Regions from separate parts of the Gossypium arboreum genome. Here region 1 is linked to region 2. Evidence: chromatin contacts called from public Hi-C data. All regions are on one chromosome and are shown on one strand. Each heading gives the region's core, a stretch centred on a gene start, on an enhancer-like site or on the middle of the called end of the contact. The rest is flanking DNA. Distances are from core to core; before and after follow the strand shown. Region 1 holds the start of LOC108460659. Region 2 holds the start of LOC108465087 (putative glycosyltransferase 7).

Region 1 (6,110 bases), core at 2,117-4,616, 240 kb before region 2:
TTTGCGAACAACCCAGAAACCCAACCAAGCTCCAGCCAGAACAAGAAAACCCAAGAGAAATATAGCCAACTGAAATTTAAACATAAAAAGCAGTTCTCCGGATTATCAGGAAATATTTGCAAAGCTTCTCAGCAGCTACCACATCCATTTATAAAAGTTCAAACCACTGAGCCATAAATACATGTCACACATGTAACATTTAGCTGCAACCAATATGTAGTTAAAATGTGCAGATAAGAAAAATGCCCGTATTTGAATCTGGAACCAAGTGAAATAAAGAGTGCAAGTAGAGAAACTCTAGTCTCAATACTAGAATGAAGGTATAAATCTAAGCCAATTTGCAAATCAAGTATTTAATTCAGAAATTTTTGCATTTTTTGGGGGGTTTAAAATAATACATGGATTGTTTTGTTACTTTAGAACACCTATATGCAATGATAAAATATTGATTACAACTGGAAGGGGAACAAAGGAAGAGGAGACAATAGCTAGATTTCAAACAATTCATACAACCATTAAAAATTAAACACCATAATTTTCTAGAGACAGGAAGTATTCAATATAAAGAAACCCTTAACAGAATAGAACTTTAGCAATTCTACATTGATTTTACCATTTCATTTTACATAATGATATCATATGAACAACAGTTTGATTTGACGGCCAAAATCCATAAGATCTTTAATCATTCATGGTTCACTCGCTACCCAGTCAAATTTACAGTGTCTCATCCAACATGAACAAAGTAATTGATAACAATAATAATTAGTGACTGAAAAATCCTAGAGGTTACGCTCTATATCATAGAGAAACATAGAGCAAGCGAACAAAAATATTTGCAGGAGACTTACATACAGGATTATACATGTCTTCAGTGATTCCCATTTCTGAAAGTATTGATTGCACCAACTGTGGTATATAGCGGAGAAGTATAGATCCCAAACCAAGCTAAAACAATGACAATACCATACGTGAGAAGAATTAACAGAAGACATAGGCATAAACACATACGCATGCATATGGAAATGTGCACATAAACACACACAGACAAACAATAAAGTGGCAGAAAAAGGAGATCATCTCATCTGTACAGTTTATACTCACCATAGATGAATATATAACAATAGCAAGTGAGCTCTTCCGACCAGTTGGGAGAAGCTTCATTCCCTATTAAACATAAGAATATTAATCATAACAGAGATTGATAACTGAACAGACAACAGCAGTGAGCACAAGTTGAGGAACTTTCAAGTAATTCATCAATCACAGTATTTACCTGAAACAGGACTATTAATACCACAAGGATAACCCCGATTGCCATTGCACCACCATAGTAAAATACTAATGATTGGCTTAGTGTATATGCCACACTCCACAACACAATGCCCAGTGCTAAAAAAACTATACGATATTGGAAAAATTCTGCAAAAAAGATGAACAGGTAAATGATCAAAGAACAGGGTCCGTAAACAAGTTTCAATTGTCAAGACATAAAGCAACACAGATAGAAGGATCACAAATATACCCTCTTCAATTGACACTTCAAGCGTCTGTGTAGAAGAACTGGTCATTCGTATATCTAAGAGCTTGTGATCGAAAGGAGACATCGATTTAGCCCATAATCCGTTTGAAACCTTCTCCCACTTGCCTTGAGGGCACATCCCTATCCCAAGTGAAGCATTCCTGCAAAAACAAAGATATCAGTCAGAAATAAGGTTCAAATTTTGCAAGTTTTCAACAGATAGAAACCTTCTAAGTTGAAAACTTCTAAGTCTGTTCTTTTAAAGAATTTATCACTGAATTCAACCAAGTAGTTATGTGAAACCACATACCTGTGGAAGCAAACTGCAACATTAGGTCTGCGTAGGGTGGAATTTCCTTGTGAAACCTTCAGCTTGACTGAATGAGCAAATTTCATGAGATTCCTAAACCTAGGCAAACCATCAACGTGAACTCTTTCGCAAACAACTTTAGTTCCAGGCTTTAAACCAGGAGACTTCTCCACTTGTACGCCAGGAGTTAACTGCAACGTCTTATTAGACTCCTCAACAACTGCAAACATAAAAAACATGATACAATCAAAATTTAAGAAATTTCCACTACTAAGACATTATTATGAGCAATTACAAGAAATATGATAAGCACAGACAACCCAACCAACTAAAGCTATTTGAACATTTGATTCCTTATCCATCTAATTTCATCAAGATTTAACTCTTTAACCACTAAAAGGCAAAAAGAAAACCCTAATTCATAGAATTCAGAGAGTTAAGAAAAACATGCAAGAAGTAAGAAAGAGAAAGAAGGCAGAGAGTACCCAAAGAAAGTTTCTGGGCAGATGCAAAGGAGGAAAAACTTGAAAGAAGGAAGAAGATAAGGCAGAGAAGCAAAGCAGAGGGGAGGTCCCGTTTCCTGATACCCATTGTTGAGTCGGAGTTGAGAGATTGAGGAAAGCATGCATAGGCAGGACTTTGAAAATACGGTCGGAGTCGGAGCCGGTCGTTTTGGTGTCTGTTCGATGGCTTTCTTGTCTTTGGTGGTGCCTTTTTAGCTCTTTTATTAGTAGCGTCGTTTTGGTCTTTTTTCACTCCAACACCAATCTTAGAACCTACTGTAACGGACCCAACTTCCAAAACACAGAAAATTAAGAGACATAGATGATAGCTTAAAGCACTCACAACATCATAGTCATAGTCCATGCTTTTGTAACATCTTACCCGTTCTTTGATTGTTCACTGGTATTCAACATCAACAGTTCATTAATTTAACTTAGCTAAGTTACCTGGTGTTGTTGTTGTTCAGTTTCAATTGGTACCTTTCTGATATGAAGTGCTTTCTGGACACTGATATCAGTTGCCCAAACTTTGCAAAGGTAACAATAATAGTTCTGTAATATGGCTTAGTCAGCAGCTCGATTTATCTAAACAGAGTCTAAAACACAAGTAAAAACTAAAAACACAACTTCATTTCTCAAAGCTCAAACTCAAAGTTTAAAATAAAACAAAATAAATTACACACACTCAAATCCAGCCAAAAACCAAGCAGCCCATCATTCCCTCATCTACAATACACATCAAGAGTCAAGAAATTGCTTAAATTTTCAAGTACCTATTTTTACTTGAGTCTTTCTTGATCTTTGTTTTGTTTCTCCATTTTTGATGCAGACATGAGGAGAAGGAAGGACTAAGCAAGGATTAGAAGTTAGATCTTAGATTCATGAGATTTTTATGGGAAAAAGTTTTAGGGAATAGGGAGTTTTGAGGTTAAAAAAGAGAGTTTTCTAACTTTCTGTTTCGGACAGAGCGAAATAAAGAAACAAAAACAAATGCTGGAAAAAGATAGAAGGTTATAATTTGTGAATTAGGCCCGCTTTCTAAAGATTTTTTCGGCCTGACCCGGCTCATTCTGAATTTGTTTAAATATCTTTTTATTGTTATTTGCTGTCATTTTTACAATGATTTATTGTTATTATTTAGTTATTATATTCACTCGTCAAAACTCGAAACTTTGTTTAAAAAATGAGAGTGTTTGAATAAAATATAAACTCAAAAAATTAGATTAGATAAAAAAAATAGCTATCAAGTAAAATTTTTTGACTGTCGATTCAAATTGAATTTACCTAAATATTTTTTTTTGTTGTTTTGTTGTTGTTTGTTGCCATTTTGATGATATTTTACTCTCATTTTATTATTATATTAGTACTATTTTATTATTATTTAGATATTATATTAAAATTATTTAAATATAAAAAGTTTTTAATATATTTTTAATTTTTGATAAGAAAATATTTTAATATTTTTAATATTTTAATGTATTAAATTTTAATATTTATTTTATATAAAAATTAATATATATATATATAATTAATATAAGCAGGGGCTGAATTTAAATAAAATTTTAAACTTATTTTTCAATAAGTTAAATTGGACTCAAATTTAAAAAATAAACTTAAAATTTTAGATTAGCTCCACCCGACCCATGATTGGGTATAATCGTGATGGGGGCCATGATGTTTTTTATGGGTTTGGCCTAAGTTTGGGGATTTGGGTATTTGAGTGGGAATGGGTGGGTGTGGCTGATGGTATTTGGACTTTGGGTCGATTTTGTGTTTAAAACATAGTTTTCATTTAATATTTTTATGGTTTATTTGGTTATTAGTTATATTTGTTAGTTATTTTAATGGGTTATTTAATGATTACTTATATTTGTTCATTATTTTGGTTTTGTTATCTGATTGTTATTTTTATATTATTAATAATTATAGTTATGAAATTATGATTATTGTATAACTAATCATAAAATAAGGTTTAATTTATTAAAAATTATGCATTATAATTTGAGGTAGATTCAATTTTGGTGATGCTATTAGTAACATAACACTTTCATTTTAAAGATTATATTATTATGATTTTATACAAATGAAGCATGCCATTAGGTGAGGAGTTCCCGACTAAAGGGTGCATCAAGCGAAGATATAGGATGGCATTTTAGATCTTTTATGCCAAATATAAAACGAAATATTGCATGTAAACTATGTGGAATAGTTATTAAAGGAGGAATAATGCAATTTAAAAATTCCATTGCTTATAAAACCAACAATGTTGCACAATGCCCAAATGTAACTAATATGTGACATTTTATATGTTTTTCAAAATTTGTAATTTTATATTTATCAATAAATATTATACAATAATATAAATGTGTGAATCAATAATATAATGTGTGAATCATTAATCATTTTTATTTTCTTAACAGGAATCATCAAAAAAAAAAATGATGAACCTTTTAAAAGAAAGCAAAGAGAAAGAAGTTGACAATAAAAGAAGACAAGATGAATTTTTAACCTGATTAAGAGAAGATGATGACTATGAGGGATTTGATGATAAGGATTCTACTATTAAACAAGCTACTTAGGACAGTCTCTAACCACAACACGAATGAAATAGGAGGCAAGAATTCAAAAGAAGTAAAGTTGGTTGGAGTAACATTATGATGAAGGATAAACTCCTTAATGGTCTATTGCACAATATTTTGGAGAAAGAATAAGAAAATACTGTCCAAGTAAGTTCAAGTTTGCTTTAAGAGGAGCTATACCTGAATTAGTCAAAAGTAAGAGCTCAAAGCAACCAAAAGTGACTCTATTTTAAAGACTCTAAAAAAGAAGTTAGGTGAATCATTATATAATTTTTTTTATATAAGAGTGACTTCCTTTTCAATTAACAAATTCTCCTTAGTTATATAACTTAATTGAAGTGGTGGGAGAAATTGGGATGATTATCATCTAAGGATATTATTATGAATTATGTTTAGCTTATTATCTAAATCCACAATTTCAATTTGGGGTGGAGCGTTCTATGAACATATTATGTGAAACATTAGAAGGTACAAAAGATGTAATTAAAAGACTTGAACCTTGTATAGATACTCAAATAAGAATGATTAGCCTTGTTAGATTCAAATAATTTTATATATAATTTTGTTATATATTTTGAAATGAATTTATTTATTTCTTTTTATTCAATCTTTTATTAGAGTAATTGTTCTTTTTTAGAAAGAAGAAACATTTATCACTCCACAGGCATAAAGCCTAGAAGTAAATGAATTCGGGTAAATTAATAATTAAATCATTTAATTTTTTTGTTAAGGGTTTATTCATTTATTTTAATTTATATTATTTAATTATATTGTAAATTTTAAACTTATTTTAAAATTAAATAATATTATGTAGCTAAAGTACTTAGTCAAACTGTCACACCCTAAAATAGAGCCTAAGAATTTTAGGGGTATTTTAAGAATTTTAGCCTTAGAGTGTTCAAAATTTTGTGACATGGCATATCGGTAATGTTTTCAATTATGATTTTTAGAAAATTAAATTAATTTCCGAAAATGAGTTTTAAAAACCTTTAATTTTGAAGTTAGGACTGATTTGTAAAAAATCAAAATTTAGAGTTTTTATGAAGCAATTTAACTAGATTTCAAAATTCAAGCTAAAAAACTCTCTTCTCCAAGTTATTTCACGTAAAAACTACCCAAAGTTTGTGTTTGTCGTCCCTTGATTCTCTCTTGCTATTTCAATCAATTTTGAACTCCAACTGCTAGTTCCTTTTGAT
Region 2 (5,816 bases), core at 3,003-5,502:
GAAGAAGAAAGATGTCGTCTGGGTGATAGTCGACAGATTGACTAAATCAGCCCATTTTATTCCGGTATGCACTGATTATTCTCTTGATAAATTGGCTAAATTATATATCAGTGAGATTGTTAGACTTCACAGAGTACCCTTGTCAATTATTTCGGATAGAGATCTGAGGTTTACTTCGCGATTTTGGCAAAAGCTGCAAGAAGCATTAGGTACGAAGTTAAATTTCAGCACTGCCTTCCATCCACAGACTGATGGACAATCAGAGAGAGTAATTTAGATTCTTGAAGACATGCTCAGATGTTGCGTGTTGGAGTTCCAAGGAAGTTGGGAAAGGTACTTACCGTTGGTGGAATTTGCTTACAATAACAGTTATCAGATGAGTTTGAAAATGGCACCTTATGAAGCGTTGTATGGTCGCAAGTGCCGGAAACCGCTGTATTGGACCAAACTCAAAGAAAACCAGATTTACGAAGTTGATTTAATCAAGAAAACTGAAGAAAAAGTGAAAGTGATTCGAGACTGTTTGAAAGCTGCTTCGGATAGGCAAAAATCTTACGCAGATTTGAAGCGAAAAGAGATCGAGTTTCAAGTTGGTGATAAAGTGTTTTTAAAAGTGTCTCCGTGGAATAAAGTTCTTAGATTCGGTCGGAAAGGCAAGTTGATTCCACGTTTCATCGGACCATATGAGGTAATTGAAAGAATTGGCCCAGTAGCGTATCGGTTAGCATTACCGCCGGAATTAGAGAAGATTCATGATGTATTCCATGTATCTATGTTACGTCTGTATTGTTCGGATCCTTCACATGTGATTTAACCAATAGAAATCGAGTTACAATCGGATATTTATGAATTTTGATGTTTTATGGTAGAATATGATGTTTGAGATTGTGTTAAACAACTTTTGCTAAATGATTTTTCGTAAAAACGAGTAAAATGATATAATCGGTAAAAATACCTAATATTCATAAGTACATGTTAGAGTGTGAATTTGATGTTGCTATAGAAGGGAAAAATGATCAGCATGTCATAAAACATAAGAAAATAGGATGAGGTTTAATTTACGAGCCTTGGGGCAAAAGTGTAAATATGTGAAAGTTTAGGGGCAAAATGGTAATTTTTCCAAAGTTTGTACTAGGGGCTGTTTTGATGAATGTGTGTATTAAATAAATTAATTTGGTATTATAGATCAAGAGAAAAGAGATTCAAGTCGAGATCAAGGGAAAAATAAAGTTTACGAGGAATAGGTTCGACTATTCTCATTTTGTATCGAGGTAAGTTCATATGTAAATATTGTAATATAACCGTTATTTTAAATCATTTAATGCTATTTATACGATATTATGATTGTTATCATGCAATTTTATGCTTTGTGCTCATTGTTGGACAACATGTAAAAATTTTATGAATTATGTGAAAAATGTGAAAGACTACCGAAGTATAGTTATTAGTATTCCAAGGAGAATGGTAAAGGAGTATGAACGAGGAAAGTCCCGTTGAACCTTAGGAATAGATTAGGATATTTGGGCATCCGAGCTCGTTGAGTCGAGTCCGAGTTCACTTATGGATGCAAATGTCCGAGCTCGTTGAGTTGAGTCCGAGTTCGTGAGATGTAACTAGGCATCCGAGCTCGTTGAGTTGAGTCCAAGTTCACTTATGGATGCGAATGCCCAAGCTCGTTGAGTTGAGTCCGAGTTCACTTATGGGCGGGTTACATGGTATCTTGACTACATATGTGGCACTTACATGCAAACTTTCCATGTATCCGAGTTATATTTCGATGTGTTCAACGGGTAAAATTCTAGTGAAATGGAAGAATACTCAAGATGCAAGTGACGTATAGGTAAGTGTTGTGGAATGGGCACTTTGGACAGGTATGTACTTAACCCTCGGGTTGAGACTTGATACGACAACAATAATATGATAAGATGATGAATGATGAATAGAAATGTGATATATGTTTTGGTGATATTATGCTAATGTTGGTTGGTATAATTGCTTTGTTAAGTTATTTGTTATTTGCATGTGGACTTACTAAGCATCTATGCTTACTCCCTCCTTTTCATTCTTTGTAGTTTTGACAAGTCAATTTGGAGATCGGGACGGTCGGAGGCACGCTCACACTATCACTGGACAATCACGGTATAATGACTTGTAACTTTTAGAAATATGGCATGTATAGCATTTCAATCATTTTGTGTGTATAATCTTATGATATGGCCCATGGATGGAATAGAAATTTTTGAGAATGATTAGCTATTGGAATGGCTAATCAAGTTTATATATGATAACATGTATGCTTTATGTCTTAACTAAACCATAAAAATCCTTGGAAAGGTAAAATTTGCCACAAAATAGAATCAGACAGCAGCAGTGACGTGAATTTTAAAAATCACTAAAAATAGTAGAAATGGAATTAAATGATGAATAAGTTATGGAATCGAATCTTGATGAGTCTATTTTCATATAGAAGAAACGAAACAGGTAAATGAGTAATATTTTATGAGATATTTAAGTTTTGGTGGAACAGGGTCATAGCGATCTCTGAATCCCCTGTTATGACTTTAAAAATTCACCATAAATTATAAAAAAACAATTAGGAGTTTTATATTACATTTATGAAATACTTATTGAGTCTAGTTTTATGAGAAACAAACTTCATAGTCATTGAAACTCTTTACAGGGAGATATCTGATTCGTAATACACAGGGGTCAGAGTAGTCGAACCCTGAAATAGGGGAGACTTTAACTAATAAACTGTACTAATTGGTCTGATAAAAAATTCTAGAAAAAATTTAGTAAGTATATATGTGAGTCTAGTTTCAGGGAAAATTTACAGAATTAGATTTCGAGTTTTGTAACTCGAGATATGAATTTTTTAGCGACTGTGACGCAGTTAGCCTGCTTGTCTGGAAATTCTAAAATAAATTGTTTGAGCTATTTAATTAATGAATTAAGTCCGTTAACACATTGTGCTCGACTCCGACGACGGTCTTGGGTATGGGGGCGTTACATGTTTTTTACCTTGAAATTGTAGTAGCGAGCTATTTGTTGAGCGCATACTGTGTTCTTCATTTCTGCTGCTTCCTTAACCTCATCAATGAGATCAAGGTTGAACTTTATAGCCTTTTGGTTGGCATTTTCATCAAAGTGTGTTGTTCTATGTGACCGCATATCGATTTAATAAAAGTCGACAGATGTCCCAAAGGGGGGTCCTTGTTCTTCCTCTTTGCTTCTGGTTTTTTCTCCTAAAGAATTTAACCGTTGATTCAGTGCATCAACAAAATGCATTGACTAAAAAAAACTAATTAAGAGCAAAATGTCAAATTGACATTGTAAAATATGTGAGATGTTGATTTTGCTGATGCATGAGCAGCAGCATGGCAAAACAAGAAGAAAAAACAAGAACATGCTTTTGTTGAGAGGCAAATCCAAGATCTGAAGCATACCAAACAAATGATCTAGGCCACCATCAGAGCCACAGGAGCTTGCTGGTGGGGAGGGGGTGCAAAATCTTGAAAAATTTTGAAACCAAAGTTTAAGCTCCATGTATATACGGGGCCATGTGTCAGAGACTCACATGATGGCGGCCCATTGTCAATGCTCTGAACCGTCACTGTGTCTGCAGGTAGCTCATCTATTCTAGCTTCCCCCTCTCTCTCTCTCTCTGTATTGGAAATTTGTGTACCACTAACGTTTTCCAACTAGAAGGAAAATGCTTTCCTCACATTCCAATTTCACAATAAAATACGTGACAAAAACCAATTTCACAGTGGGTTTCGGTTTAACTTATCTATCTGCCACGTATTTTAAATCTTTGCATACAAAGAGAATATGACTAAATCATTTATAATTTGCCAATAATTCTTAGATATACAGCACCACCTAGCAATTCAACCCTTAAATCAAGGCTATTTTTCGTTATTTATTTATTTTATGAATTGAGCATTGGCAAAATAATACGATTTTTTTTCAAAAAGAAAAAACCACCAAATATCAAGTATTTCATTTGACTTGGGTCCATCTTCAATCAGATCCTTTTTACAAAGGAACATGCAAAATAAAAGCTTTCTCGAATCACGTGCATCCCATCTTTAAAGTTTGCTCCGCCATTCACATTTTAATAATTTAACAGTAATCATTAATTTATTTTGGAAAATACTTTTTGACTAAAAATCTTTCCACTGTTGAAGTTTCAGTAAGTACAAAACTCAACACACAATTTAAACGGAAATAACGGATGATAAGTCCTTCCCAGAATACAATTTAAACTGTCGGCACCAATTTCACGAGCCAAACTGCCATGTGTCGTTTTAATTGTTTTTCACCTCCGTTCTATCCCGCGCATTTTAGCATCCCTGGCGCACCCAAACCGACGCCCTTAACTTTTAATACAACTACACAGTAATTAAAAACAGTGTCCCCAGTCTTCTTTAATTGCATAACCAAAATTGGAGGGCATCCCGTTTTAAAAACCTTAGGAAACACAGAAACCTCAAAACCCAGTTTTCTTTCTTTCAGGAAATGGTGTGTCCTGAGTTTTCTCATCCTCAATCTTCTTCTCCCATGGCGAAACCTCGGAACCGGTCGTTTTGGTGTCTTCCCGATGCCTTTCTTGTCTTTGGTGTTGCATTTTTAGCTCTTTTATTAGTAGCGTCGTTTTGGTCTTTTTTCACTCCAACACCAAACTTTGAACCCACTGTAACCGACCCACCCTCCAAGTTGAACATGAATCCAGTCGATTGCTCGGAAAGTGGGTTCGGAGTTAACTTAAAATCCGATCCCAAAAACCCCACCTTTTACGACGACCCGGAGATGAGTTACTCCCTTGAAAAGCCGGTGAAAGATTGGGATAAAAAACGAGCAGAGTGGTTGAAGCAACATCCTTCTTTCGCCGCCGGAGCACGTGAAAGAATCGTTCTTGTAACTGGGTCCCAACCCAAGCCATGTAAGAATCCCATTGGTGATCATTTACTCTTGCGTTTCTTTAAGAACAAGGTTGATTACTGTAGAATCCATGGCTACGATATTTTTTACAATAACTTGTTATTGCACCCCAAAATGGGTTCCTATTGGGCAAAGTTACCTGTGGTTAAAGCAGCCATGTTGGCTCACCCTGAAGCTGAGTGGATCTGGTGGGTTGACTCGGACGCCTTGTTTACAGACATGGAGTTTAAGTTACCCTTAGAAAGGTACAAAAACCATAACTTGGTTGTTCATGGTTGGCCTAAGTTGATTTATGAGAAGAAAAGTTGGACCAGTTTAAATGCTGGGGTTTTTCTGATTAGGAATTGCCAATGGTCTATGGATTTGATTAACACTTGGTCTAGCATGGGTCCAATGAGTAAAGATTATGAGAAGTGGGGTCAGATTCAACGATCAACGTTCAAAGATAAGCTTTTCCCTGAATCAGATGATCAGTCGGCTATGGTTTACTTGCTTTATACAGAAAAAGAGAAATATTATGATCATATTTATTTGGAAGGAGAGTTTTATTTTGAAGGGTATTGGGTTGAGATTGTTGGAGGGTACGAGAACACAACGGAGAGGTACTTGGAGATTGAGAGAGGGGCGCCAAAGTTAAGGAGGAGACATGCTGAGAAAGTGAGTGAGCAATATGCAGCTTTTAGGGAAGAATTCCTGAAGGAAGCTGGGAATGGGAAAGGGAGTTGGAGGAGACCATTGATCACTCATTTCACGGGTTGTCAGCCTTGTAGTGGCGACCATAATCAGATGTATGCTGGGGAGTCTTGTTGGAATGGGATGGTCAAAGCTTTGAACTTTGCTGATAATCAGGTGTTGCGCAAGTATGGGTTTGT

What was found. A called contact is a pair of places that touch in the nucleus more often than the background predicts.
Region 1: a contact with region 2 is called in a Hi-C map of leaf, with 2.8 times the contacts expected there. The contact joins the promoter of LOC108460659 here to the promoter of LOC108465087 in region 2. A contact is called at or near these places in 2 of 5 Hi-C or Micro-C datasets (both in leaf).

The regions. Positions count from the first base shown.
Region 1 is chr12:47,294,875-47,300,984 of ASM2569848v2, reverse strand. LOC108460659 reads right to left here and starts at 3,366. Exons shown (of 11, transcript XM_017760237.2): 1 at 3,109-3,366; 2 at 2,318-2,887; 3 at 1,833-2,052; 4 at 1,526-1,683; 5 at 1,277-1,422; 6 at 1,105-1,167; 7 at 856-948; 8 at 1-69. The coding sequence starts at 2,699.
Region 2 is chr12:47,058,421-47,064,236 of ASM2569848v2, reverse strand. It overlaps LOC108465087 (putative glycosyltransferase 7), which reads left to right and starts at 4,252. Exons shown (of 2, transcript XM_017765397.2): 1 at 4,252-5,816. The coding sequence starts at 4,522.